2 separate regions of the Ovis aries genome follow, and region 1 is linked to region 2. The links are chromatin contacts, called in public Hi-C maps. All regions are on one chromosome and are shown on one strand. Each heading gives the region's core, a stretch centred on a gene start, on an enhancer-like site or on the middle of the called end of the contact. The rest is flanking DNA. Distances are from core to core; before and after follow the strand shown. Region 1 holds the start of TRAM1 (translocation associated membrane protein 1). Region 2 holds the start of NCOA2 (nuclear receptor coactivator 2).

What was found. A called contact is a pair of places that touch in the nucleus more often than the background predicts.
Region 1: a Hi-C map of tail adipose tissue shows a contact between it and region 2, with 2.9 times the contacts expected there. The contact joins the promoter of TRAM1 here to the promoter of NCOA2 in region 2. A contact is called at or near these places in 2 of 16 Hi-C or Micro-C datasets (hypothalamus and tail adipose tissue).

What each region holds. Positions count from the first base shown.
Region 1 is chr9:47,265,498-47,271,758 of ARS-UI_Ramb_v3.0, reverse strand. TRAM1 (translocation associated membrane protein 1) reads left to right here and starts at 1,798. Exons shown (of 10, transcript XM_060393792.1): 1 at 1,798-2,086. The coding sequence starts at 1,964.
Region 2 is chr9:47,078,432-47,085,041 of ARS-UI_Ramb_v3.0, reverse strand. It overlaps NCOA2 (nuclear receptor coactivator 2), which reads left to right and starts at 2,209. Exons shown (of 22, transcript XM_060393789.1): 1 at 2,209-2,538.

The sequences.
Region 1 (6,261 bases), core at 549-3,048, 190 kb before region 2:
GTTGGAGAAGACTCTTGAGAGAGTCCCTTGGACTGCAAAGAGATCCAACCAGTCCATTCTAAAGGAGATCAGCCCTGGGTATTCTTTGGAAGGAATGATGCTAAAGCTGAAACTCCAGTACTTTGGCCACCTCATGCAAAGAGTTGACTCATTGGAAAAGTCTCTGATGCTGGGAGGGATTGGGGGCAGGAGGAGAAGGGGACGACAGAGGATGAGATGGCTGGATGGCATCACCGACTCGATGGACGTGAGTTTGAGTGAACTCCGGGAGTTGGTGATGGACAGGGAGGCCTGGTGTGCTGCGATTCATGGGGTCGCAAAGAGTCAGACATGACTGAGCGACAGAACTGAACTGAACTGGAAACCAGTAATTGTTTGATCAGAAAGTAGGAAAATAATAATAGTTAACATTCATACCTAACTCTCTACTAAGCACTTTCTTTGAATCATCTCATTTAATTGCCAAAATAGGTACAATTCTTTTTTATTGATGATATCCACATGGTCTGCTCCCTCACCTCTTTATCAGGCAAATGTAATTTCCCATTTTCCCTAGTCCCCTTTCTTTTTCTCCAGAACTCTCATCTCAATTTAAGATATGTTTCACTTTTTAAATCTTGTGTAAAGACCCTCTTCACATACTAGAATGAAAGCCTGTAAGAATAGAAAAACTGTATTTTTCCTTCAGTTCTTGATCCTCAGTGCTTAGCATAGAGTAGATAACCAATAAAATTTTTGAATACCTAAATAAATGAGGAATTGAGTTTCATGGAGATGAAGTAACTTGTCCATGATCATACAGGTGATCAGAATTCTGATTTTAAAACCCATGTTCTTAAACCATTAAGGGATTCACCAGAGTTGTAATATTGCAGGCTAGAGATGAGTCCCCTCCTGAGGCTGCAGCAGTGATATATGGGGAGAGGGACTGAATGGCCTGGGTGTGGCAATAGGCTGTATATGGAAGGACGCTGAAAGAGATCACTCCAGGATGACTTGATTTCTAGATTTGGCAAATGCGTAGACAGTGACACAGTCCATCGGGAGAAAGTGTACCAGAAGTCTTATATTGGGTAGAAGTATGAGAAAGGAGGACATGTTTAATCCATAAACTTTTAAAAAACCATCTCATTGATTACCAAGAAGTGTTGTTAAGAAGTAAGAAGCCAGTAAACCCAAGCTGATCTCTTCAGACATCGTTGGGGTATGGGAATGGACAGGTGAGACCAAATAGTTGTTCTTTTTAAAAAACTAGCTCAGGGCTACAAAGAACAAGAAAAAGTGTGTTAATAATAATTCTGAAGTTAACTTTTAAGGCAAATGCGAACACCAAAGAATGGCCCTATCCTGATGTAGTTAAGTTGTAGTAGTCATGTAGTCAGCAAGATTATCTTGCTGGTGGCACTGGCTTTCAAGAAGAGACAATCAACCTGGAAGCAGGCACTGACACCCAAACCTAGTGTGGCCAGGAAGGCAGGAGGAAACGCTTATAGCAGCGCACGCCGTAGCACGTGGTCGCCCTCGGACCTCGGCGCCGACTCAGCCTGTTAAAGGGGCGCAGGGAACTCGCGCCTCAAACGACTCCCAACCCCCGCCCCGGCGCGGAGCCGGCGGGGCACCGCTCAGGTTCCTTCCACCAGCCCGGCCGCGGGCGGACAGCCTCCAGTCCCTAGGCGGCGCTGTGGGCTCGCAAGAGCGGCCGCGGCACTAGAGAGCGCCGTCCCTCCCAGTGCGCATGCTCGCTTCCGCCGTGGGCTCGCTTTTTTTTTTTTTTTTTTTTTTTTTTTCGGGTGGCCCAGGCGGCTGCGTACTGGCTGTGGGATGGGAAGTGAAGCCCCAGCGAGCGGCAGCGGCGGGGCTGTGAGGAGCAGCCAGAGGGAGGCGGCGGCGGCGGAGAGTCGGTGAGCAGCTGGGAAAGCGGAGCCGGGGCGGAGCACCTGCAGGCACGGGCGGTGGCTTCACCATGGCGATTCGCAAGAAGAGCAGCAAGAACCCCCCGGTCCTGAGCCACGAATTCGTCCTGCAGAATCACGCGGACATCGTCTCCTGTGTGGCGATGGTCTTCCTGCTGGGGCTCATGTTCGAGGTGAGCCCAACCGCCCGCCCCGCCGCCGGCCCGGGCTTCCAGCTCAGCCCCTCGGTCCGGGACCGCGGGGGGACCCTGGCCGGGGCCGGGGGGAGGTGCCGGCCCCTCGCCCCCCAAAGAGCGGGCCCGCCCGGCCCGGCGCTGGCCTGGGGCTGCGGAGCCCCGGGGGCCTGGCCGCCGCCCGCCCGCAGGGGCCGGGGCCGCCGCGTCGCCCCCTCGGCCACCGCGCACGCCGCCCCCTCCCGCCGGCCGCGCAGTTCCTGGTTCCCGCGAAGGGTTACGTGGCAGCCGGCGAGGGGCCGGCGGGCTGCGGGGGCGGCCCCTGCGCGCCTAGCTGGCTGCGGGCAGTGGGCGGGCTGGGGAATGGCCGGCCGGCCAGGCCGCAGGGGGCCGGGGAGAGCCGGGGGCCGCGGCCGCGGCGGCGCGGGGTTTGGGGGGCAAACCGACGGAGCCGGGCGCCGGCTGCCCGCTGGAAGGGCGGTGGCCACACGGGGCGGCGAGCGATCGCCGCAGGATCACCCACCCAATTGTTAAGAACTTCGGTCTCCCCAACTGGTATTGTTAGCAGTGATCGAACTTTTTTTTTTTTCCGTCCTGCGCTTGCTCTCTCCTTAAAGAAACAAGGTCTGATACAGAAATCGGGGTACAGAGCAGCAGTGCCGAGGAGTCGAATAATTTTCTTTTTGTTTCTTGAAGTAGGAGAGGATGGAAATGTCAGGAGTGTGTAAATTCTCTTCCCACATAGCGCGTATCGTGATGACTTACTTAACAGCTGTTGAATGTGGGTAATAAACTTTGCCAGGTGAACGGGTAACATCCTACGGCTTCCTTCCCCTCGCTCCCCAAAACACACGCCCATTCCTTATCCTCTTTCCCTTTTTAACTTTTCTCTGTAGCTCCTGAGCCCCCACCAAATACACTCATTATTTTACTTATTTATTGTCTCCTTCTTGGAATGTAACCTCAGTGAAAGGACAGGGTTTTTTTTGTTTTGTTTTTTTAATTTCCAGCGCCTAGACTATATCCCTGCATTTAGGAAGTGCTTACAAAATATTTGTTTAATGAGTGACATCAAGAATTCTTGACTACTGGGTAGCTCAGGGAACCCTATCCAGTGCTCTGTGGTTACCTAAGTGAGCAGGAAATCCAAAAAAGGGCGATGTATGTATATGTATAGTTGACTCACTTTACCAGTACAGTAGAAAGTAACACAACATTGTTAGACAGCTATGCTCCAATAAAAATGTTAGCAAAATATAGACAGAGCAGTAAAGAGTTTCATATGCAGTTCAGTGTGAACGATTCCAGTAAAAGACAAGAAATCCTGCTTCCAACTCACAAATTAAATAAACAGTAGTTAAATTTAAAAAAAAAAGTCTTAAAAACTAGTGGAATGAGACTGCCAGTGACCAAAAGATGACTAAATTGTTAAAATAGAGCCTGTGTGGCTCTTTTAAATGTTATTATTAGAAGTTGAGTATTTTAATACTTAATATTTTCAAACTTTCTGCTCATCTTCGAATGGGCTTTTTCTGGATCTAGATATAGTTGGGTTTTTTTTTTTCTTTTTTAATCTTGATAGCGTCATTTTTGCCTACTTAATCCACAGTTAAGGAAGCAGTGAGTATTCCTAAATGGGAAGGTAGACGGGAACTAACATATGTCATATAGTTTATTTTAGGCTGGGCCTGTGCTACTTACCACCTGAATGACCTAAGGGTAAGCCTCAGTTTTTCTGCTGTGTATAAGAAAATACCACATGTGCTCTTCTCACCACCACTGTTTGCAAGGATCAGGTAGCCTGGTATGAAGGCATCTTATGGGTTATAAAGTACTATATGAATATGTACGATATTAAAAATGTAATGCTAAACACTTGTACTCACTTTCTGAATATTATACTTACATATATATACCTTCTGCTTTGGTCATATTGAACAGTTTTATAAGACTTGCCATAACCCATCTCCACATGGTAAAAATTCCTGACTTTGAAGATATAATTTAGGAGTAATATTATCTGCAAAATGTTTTGAATGAAATGGAATATAAATCAGAAATGCTGACACTAAGAAATGTTTTGACTTTGTTTTTATGTAAGCTTTTTTTGTTCTCTTACCACATTTCTAGGGAAGTTCACCACCTGTTAACTTCCTCACGTCAATGATTTTTTTTTTTTAAACAGTGAAGGGATTTTCACCTTTACATCTGTAAAATTTCTCAATTAAATAGACTCAACAAAGATCTAAATAGAAGTTTTTAAAGTCAGTTCAAAAAAGAACATTGAAGAAACATACAGAAGAAAGTTCATGCATGTCCCATGACTTTTTTCTTGCCATATGTTAAAGTGTTAGGATTTAAAAGCATGTTATCTACACATGGGAAAAAAATTTACTGGTGCGTTTTGCTGCTTTCAAAATAATTGCTGATGAATCTCACCATTAACGTAGTTATTGAATGACGGTATCTGTGCTAGAATAATAGAGAAGTTGATATTTTTGCAACAGAACTGTTAGCCTTTTGTGTAAATATATTGAGAAAATGTCAGAGGATTTATGGTGAAATTGACAAAGCAATAATAGATACTGTATTACTAGCCAAAATGAAGACTCAGTGTAAATGCTGAAGCTAAAGGGAGTTAGGTAGGGCTCCACTGCTTGCTAACTTGGTAACCTAGGGCATGTCATTTAACTTCTCGAACTTGTTTCCTTTCCTGTAAGATAGGGCTCATTGGATTACTCTGAGAATTAAATTAATTTGTATAATTCATAGTTGAAAGTTTAGCTTACAGGAGACATGCCATAAATGATAGTTCATTATTCCTTAGGTATTTATCAAGGTCAAAAAATAGAAGACGGATTTTTTATGTGAGAGAAGGTTCTGCTGCTGCTGCTGCTGCTAAGTTGCTTCAGTCGTGTCCAACTCTGTGCGACCCCATAGATGGCAGCCCACCAGGCTCCCCCATCCCTGGGATTCTCCAGGCAAGAACACTGGAGTGGGTTGCCATTTCCTTCTCCAATGCATGAAAGTGAAAAGTGAAAGTGGAGTCGCTCAGTCGTGTCCAACTCAGTGACCCCATGGACTGCAGCCTACCAGGCTCCTCTGTCCATGGGATTTTCCAAGCAAGAGTACTGGAGTAGGGTGCCATTGCCTTCTCCAAGAGAAGGTTCTAACAGCACCTAAAGAGTTGTATATACCAACCTGCCAATACAGAATACACAGGAGACTCAGGTTCAATCCCTGATTTGGGAAGATTCCCCTGGATTAGAAAATGGCAACCCACTCCAGTATTCTTGCCTGGAAAATCACATGGACATAGGAGCCTAGCGAGCTACAGTCCATGGGGTTGCAAAGAGTCAGACACGACTGAGCACGCACGTTCATTTTTGATAAAGCAATAGTTTGTTTGTGGGAAATGGAAGACGTTAATTTACAAGGAACTTTGTGTTCTCAGAAATTGCTGTGAATTTTGAAATTATGTATTTTTTAGTATAGTCAGTTTCTGTCCACATACTGCAGATCGTGGTGTATAATTCATGACTTCATATTGGAGTGAGGAAAATTTAATAGTTAGAAGATATAAGGATACTTGAGAACCTTTCCAAAAGCAAGGATACAGAAGAGAAGTTAAGAGTCTCCATGAGGAAGATCTACTGAAAGGGAGTTACTTTACACATACTCAGGAGTCCAAGTTGTTCTTGCCATGCCAGGTTAGGGGGACCTTTACAATTCCAAGTATCGTGGAACAGACTTGGAGGTTTGTTTTATTTTTAAGTGTGGCTTGTCTTAATGCCACCATTTTCTTTCCTTCTTTTTTTTAAGAACTTAGTTTTATATGTCAGTAAGGAAGTGGGATTAGATATTCAGAAACTGCCTTTATCTCTAAGGCATCCAGTCCGTGTAGTAGTACTCCTTCCTCTAGCAAGTACAGCGTAGTTAACGTTTCTGTATGACAAGCTACCAAGCCCCAGCTGGTGACCATGAAAGAAATATTATGATATTCATGATAATTGTAGTCAGTGCTGAGTTAAATAATTCATTTAAGCGTCATGGTAACCTGTTTAAGATACATCTGAATAAGTCTCATATTTTTCTTATAAATGGAGAGCAGTGCTTCAGATGTTCAAAATTGTCATAAACTTGGTTATTTTTACTTTTGAATGCATTATATATTT
Region 2 (6,610 bases), core at 960-3,459:
TCTACTAAATTTCAATAATTTCCTTCCCCTTTCCGATTTGCACCCACATTTTTTCCCTTATTGGGTTGTTCTCTGTTGGTAATATATCCAGTTCCTATATCTTTGCTTTCATTTTTTTCTTTGACTGAATAACTAAGTCAATTTATTTACTTTTCTTCCTTTTCATCTTACCTTATCACACAATAATTCACCAATAATTATGGCTGGTTTTACTAAACAATTATTCTGAGGTCTTGCAAAAATCTAAGTTCTTCAAAAATACTGAAAACATTTTTCATAAATATGTTTTAAGAGCAAGGTATTGGAGGGTGAGTTGGGGAAGTGAACATGAAGACTGATCAGATAATGTCATTTACATTTTATAGATTCACATAAACAGTTAATATTAAATAAGTTAGGAGCCGCAGCATGTAAAAACAAGACATGGGTCCCGAAGAGCTTATGATCTAGTGAAAGACAAATATATAAACAACTGCAGTACAAGACAGAATATTGTTATAACTATGGCGTGAAGTGTTGAGGGAGCCCAGAGGCTGTACTAGAGAGTAGAAGTTATAGAATTCCAAGGTTGGAAGCAACTGATTAGCAGCTGGAGATGGAACTCATTATGCTGTCAGGTTTTTTTGTTTGTTTTATTTTTGTAGAAACAGTTAGGCATCATGAGTAAGTTTTATTGAGTAATATGGAAATACAATGGGGAATCATTTATTTGTATAGATATCATGGGTGGTTTTTGAGTGTGAAATCTGTTCCAGAGGATGATGAATTCTGGACCTCTGCCAGAAAAAAGGAGCGCTAGAAAGCCAGAAGGAGAATCTTTCCTTTATCACAACTCAGAGCTGGAGGTGAGGACAAGAAAGGAAATTGGAGGCCAGCAATGTGACAGACCTCAGGCGATTACTACCTCATTGTAGGAATACACTGGACAAGCATTTGTGGAAGAACACAGGTCTTAAAAAAACCCCTTTCCATTTCCTCCCGGTTTTTGAGAACTTTGGGATTTCAAGAAATCTAATTCTGTTATGCCATGTAATTAAAATAACCTATAAAATTTATGAAATTAATACATGGTGACTGCAAACATTTCAAACATTATAGTATATAAAAAAAGTGGAATTACTATTCCACTATACACCCACTCATACTCTCCAGCGCTTGGAAACATTTTCTACCATAGTCAAACACACACACACATACATACATACATATTTTTATTTCCCCAAAGAAAATTTGTTACTCCCACAAATTTGAGGTTGATGAGGTTGAAGTCACCATTAAAAGTGTGGGCTCTGGATTCGGATAGAACCGGGCTCAAATCCTCTCCAACTTCCTGGCTCTATTACCCTACAACTTCTTCAAACTTCTTTCAACTTCATTTTTTGTGTGAAGGATAAAAACTTTGTAAGGTTTGAGAATCGAAATCTAGAAATCACTTGGTCCAGTGACTGAACACCTAAGTATGTGTTCAATAAACACTGTTATTGTCCATGGGAAGCGACCTTTCTTATTTTAAGACTAAAAATAAGGAAACCTGTTCATCAAATGTTTTTTTTTCTAAGTGTATCTAGGTTGGGAAGAACTTGCTTTTCCAAGGCAGAAAGCTGATCCGAGTGAGTTTTACAAGGGTTCTCTCTGAATCTTCAGTGCAACTCTCCCGCGTCCCCCCAACATCACTTTCTGTCTAGAAAGTGGACTTTTTCAATTAAAAAAAAAAACTTTTGTGACTCAGGTCGTGACGAGAATGCTCAACCAGGTCAGGCTATTTACACTGTGTGCACTTTTGCTTTATCATGCAATTGCTGGGTGGCACCCTTTTAAGCTCTCCTCGCACGGTCGCGCCCCTCCATCCCCTCTTCAGAGGCGACCGCCAAGAAGCAGCCAATTCTCTCTGGAGCCAGGGGAGAGCTGATGGACAACGGGCGCCTCCAGGGCGCAGCAGCAGACGCGGGCGTGCGAGGTGCGCCCTAGGGGTGCCGGCTGCTGCTCGAGGGGGCGCCGGCGGAGTGCCGACGGGTGGCTCCTCCCGGGGCGAATCTGGCACTGCGTTCTCCCCATCTTCGTGCGGGGGCATCTGCCTGGCCGTCTGCAACCTCAAGATCCCACTGCCTCCACTCTGCAGCCCCGGCCGGTCCCATACGCTCGCTTTCTTTTTTGGCACTTGCCCTTTGCCCTCCCATGGAGTCATCTGTTTACTCTCCCCTCGCTTCCAGTCACCCATAGGTCACCCTCCCTGCTACCACCGTCACCCATTTTGTCCCCGCTCCCTTCTCTCCTCACTCTTCACCTCTCCCCGGGTCGTCTTCTTAAGAGGACTCCGCCGACGGAGATGCTGCAGAGTCCGCGGCCAGGGTCGGCTCCCGGGAGAACCCTCCGTCCACCTTTGCCCCCTCCTCGGGGGCGCGGGACGCAAGTTTCCGCCCCGTCCTTTCCCCAGTGACAGGACTCTGCTGCGGCCACGGCCCGGGAGGCGGAGGGAGGGACTGCCTGACTCCCGAGCCCCCTCCCCTGATCGCGAGCTCGCGCGGTCTGTGTCTCTAGGCAAGTGCGGAGACGCGGAGGAGGAGGAGGAGGAGGTGGAGGAGGCGGAGGAGGGAGTTGGGGGAGGATCTCCATTGAAATAAACAAGCAGGCAGCAGTTATTAACACGGGAACATGGCGGCCGCAGCCTCAGCCACGGCTTCGGCGGCGAAGGTCAGCGCCGACGGCAGCCGGCACCTGACGGCGTGACCGACCCGAGCCGGTAACCGCTCCTTCCCTGGGGGCCGCGAGGGCGGGCTGGAGGCGGGCGGCGGGCGGCGGACGGGCGGGGGGCGCCGCGTCCCCACCCCCCGGCCGCGATCGTCCTTCCTGCGCCGAGCCGGGCAGAGCCGCGCGCCGCCGTTTTGTGTATGGAGAACCGCTGCCCCGGTGCGCGGAAAACGGGAGTTGCAACCCCGGAGAGGCGCCGTGAAGCTGGGGAGTTAGGACTTGGGGGGTGGGGGTGGGGAGGGGTGGGGAGGGCGGGAAGCGGCGGGGAGACGCGGAGTCCCTGGGAGAGAAAGGAGGCGCTCCAGCGCTTTGCGAGAGCTCGGGAGACGAGTCCCGGAGCGCGAGGCGGGCGGAGGCTGCAGCCCGCGGCGCCGGCCAAGAGGTGAGAGCCGAGGCGCGGCGGAGGCCGGGGGCGCGGGTGCGGCCCCCGCCGGAGGAGCTCCGGCGCCCGCCGCCCCTGCCCGGTGCGGGTCGGCGGGGAGCGCGTCTCCTGCGCCCTCGGGGGGCGCGAGGCAGAGACGGGAAGGTGAAGCCAGAGAAGGTGCATTCTTTCATGGAAACGCGGAGCGACTGCAGCGCAGGGTGGGAGCCGGGCGAGGGGTGGCAGGACTCGGGAAGTGCTCGGGGGTGTGTGAAGGTGAAACGCCTTGTCAGGGGCGGCTGGCGGGGTGAGACGTCGGGAGGAGAGGGGATCCGCGGCCCGGCGGCCGGGCCCGGCCCGTGTCAGCGCCGGGGGCTGGGGGCGAGGGGCGCCGTGCGCGGACGGGAAGGAGCTACGGCGGGCGGGGCAAGCGGCGCGCTCGGGCCGAGCAGGCCGGGCCGCGGTGGGGGCGGGGAGCCGGGGGGCCGGAGCGCGGCGGCGCCGAGCCGGGCTCGCCCCTGACTTAACTTTCTGGGTGCGGGCGTGTGTGCAGGAGGCGCGCAGGGGCCGGGGCTGGGGGCGGGAGGCGGGCCGGGAGGTTCCGGGTTGGCTCGCCAGCGCCCCCTCTTCGCTCCCCCATCTCCCCGCCCCTGAAGGGACAGGCCCTCAGGGCCCCCGGCGGGAAGCGGGAGGGGCCCTCCCAGCCGGCTCGCGACGGTCACGCCCCGGGCCCGGGGACACTGCTCTCTCGGGCCTCTGGGGGCTGCTGGGGGAGGGGGCCGGGGGTCGTCGCGGCGCGCCGGCGCTCCCTGCCCCCCGCCCCTCCGGGGAGTCCCGGAGGCGCCTCTTCCGAGATCGGGGGTGGGTCGGTCCCTGGTTAGCTGGCCCCTCCCTCTTCCCCCTCCCCCTAGTGGTTTCCGGGGCCTGCGGGACCGAGGGGCGGGAATCAGGGACCCGAGCGTCCTGCACCGGCTCGGAGCGGGACCGGGCCTAACGCCGTCGGGGTCTGTCACTCGTAGGGGAAACTTTCCTAAACCGGGGACCGAGCCTGAACATCCTCCTCCGTCACCTCGTCCTCTAATCCCACTCCCACTCCACCTCCTCCACTGCCTTCCCCTCCCACCGACCCGAATCTCGCTGCGTGTGACTGATGGGGCAGTGAGCCAGTCGAAGGCGGGGAATTGACCTGCCGGGTGTCGGTAAGCCAATCGCGGGGACCGGAGGAAGGAAGGGGGCGGGGCTTCTTCCGGACCAGTTGGAGCGGAGTTGCAGGCGGGGCGGGGGAGTCATGGAGACGCCAAGAGCTATCCACTCTTGTACATCCTTGGTCACCCACTTCTAGATCTGTGGGGTAGTGTCACTTACAGGGGCTCCGACCGGGGGAGGCACGCAGATTGCACGAGATACTGTATTGCTTTGGTACCACCAGAGACGTTCTCTTAGACACAACGAAGTCTAAAGGCACTTAGGATGTGGCAGTAACTGTCCGAGGCCCGTTTCTAAAATGGCATATATTGTAGTGATCGCGTTCCGAACCTCAGCGCTCGGTTTACGTGCTAAGGATCCTAGGAGTTATCTGTTTACCTCTGTCTCAGTTTCACATAGCTACTCCAGTGTGGAGACAATGAAATTTGAAAGGCTGTTCTGAAAACGAGGGCATCGGGAAAGCTTCACGTTAATTGATTATTGGGAGTGTTAAGCATCATTGTTTGTAATGGCTTCACTGGTTCCTTGATTAATTAGAGCGCCAGTTTCCAAAGTGCATTTGGAAGTTCGGCGTTGGGATGACATTAAAAAAAAAGTTGTAGTTTATGGTATGCATTTTTTTTTTCTCTTGAGTAAACAACATGAAGTTAAGAACCAAAGCATCACTGTTTGCAACCTAAAGCGTTGATATTTAAGGAGCAAGCCAGTCAAAGAATATTTGTCTACAGAAAAAAAGTGAATAAATGTAGTTTGCCAGATTACTCCCACACAAAAGATTCTTAAAAATAAATTAGTTTGCTTAAACACTAGTGAATGGTTCAGTGTGTGGGTACTTTTTTGGTGTTTGCAAGGTTAGGAGACATCTTTGGTTGTTTTACACTGTTGGGTGCAGTCTAGTGACTTACACAACTCTTTAACTTTTCAGAATGGGAGGGTAGGTCTTTGGTTCTTTGTAAAGATCATAGGTTGCTCTGCAGGAATAGCAGTCTTTTAAAAAGACAGCAGCTGCTGCTGCTATGCTTTGTGTGTGTGTGTGTGTGTGTGCACGCGTGTGTGTGTGCGCTCCCGCGACGCTTGTGCTACTCTTTGTTGGGGAGGTTAGTGCACACTGACAGCAGCAAGACTCCTTTTCCCAACTGGAATTTGTAGAATCTTTGGGAGTTCGAAAGATGAGTAATGTTAACTTGAGAATGCATCTATTCATTTTGTGATAAGTATCCCATGAATTTAATCTTGGGACTTTTTTTTTTCTTTTTGAGGCATTTATGTGCATGATTACTTATGTATACTGCTTTCTCAGGCTTTTAATAATTTGGTGTTACTAAGAAAGATTTAAGGACCTTTTTAGGGGATTTAGGGTTTTTAGGGAACAGTGTTTACCACACTTTATCAATGTGCTCTGTGTAATAGACCGTTTTCAGATTCATAATGTGAATTTCCAATCCAGTATAATTATAAGTGTTCATGAAGACAAAAATTAATCACATTTTGTTGTAGCCCTTGAGGTGTTGTTTTAGTGATACAGTAGTAAAAACTGTGACTATAAAATAAAACATTTAGCTGCCAGAAGTAGGGAGAATTATAAATTAAACAACGTTCAGAATTTGACAGCATGCAAAACCGCCCCGTCATTAGTTAATTTAGTTCCCGAAGGCCACTCTGACGTGTGCCTTTTGTATGCTCAGGAGCAACACATTATTTTATTCCTTCTCCACAATAATCCTTGAGACTGTTTTTAGATTCTTAGTGGCAGTGAGTAGCAAGTCCCCTAATGCCTGGCTAGGGGAAAAAAAAAAATCCTCTCAAGCATATGGAGACATCTAGAAAAAGATGTGCGTCGTCAGCTGTGATTCCATTGTGTGCTTGCAGACTGGAGCTGAGCCTTCCTCCTGGGAATTTCAGTCTTAACAGAGGAGTTGTAGATGTTAGGATACTGAAGCAGAGGATAGAAAAAGAGCTCACCAATTACAAATTTAATATTTGTTAGATAGATTAGCTCTGATTTTAGTCCTTCATTGGTTACATATCATTTACATGACTTTTACTCCGTGTTAGAGGAGTGTTTTATGAGCAACCTAAAATGTCAGGATCAGAGGGGAACTTGGGCTGCGGTGTGAGGCTGTAAAGGGGCAGTGCTCCGTGGTTGGCTTTATCTTTAGATATATCTTTTTTGTAAATTTATTTTTAATTGGCAGATAATTGCTTTACAACATTGTGTTGGTTTCTGCCATACATCAACATAATCAGCCATAGATGTACATATGTCCCCTCTGTCTTGAACCTCCTCTAGTTATA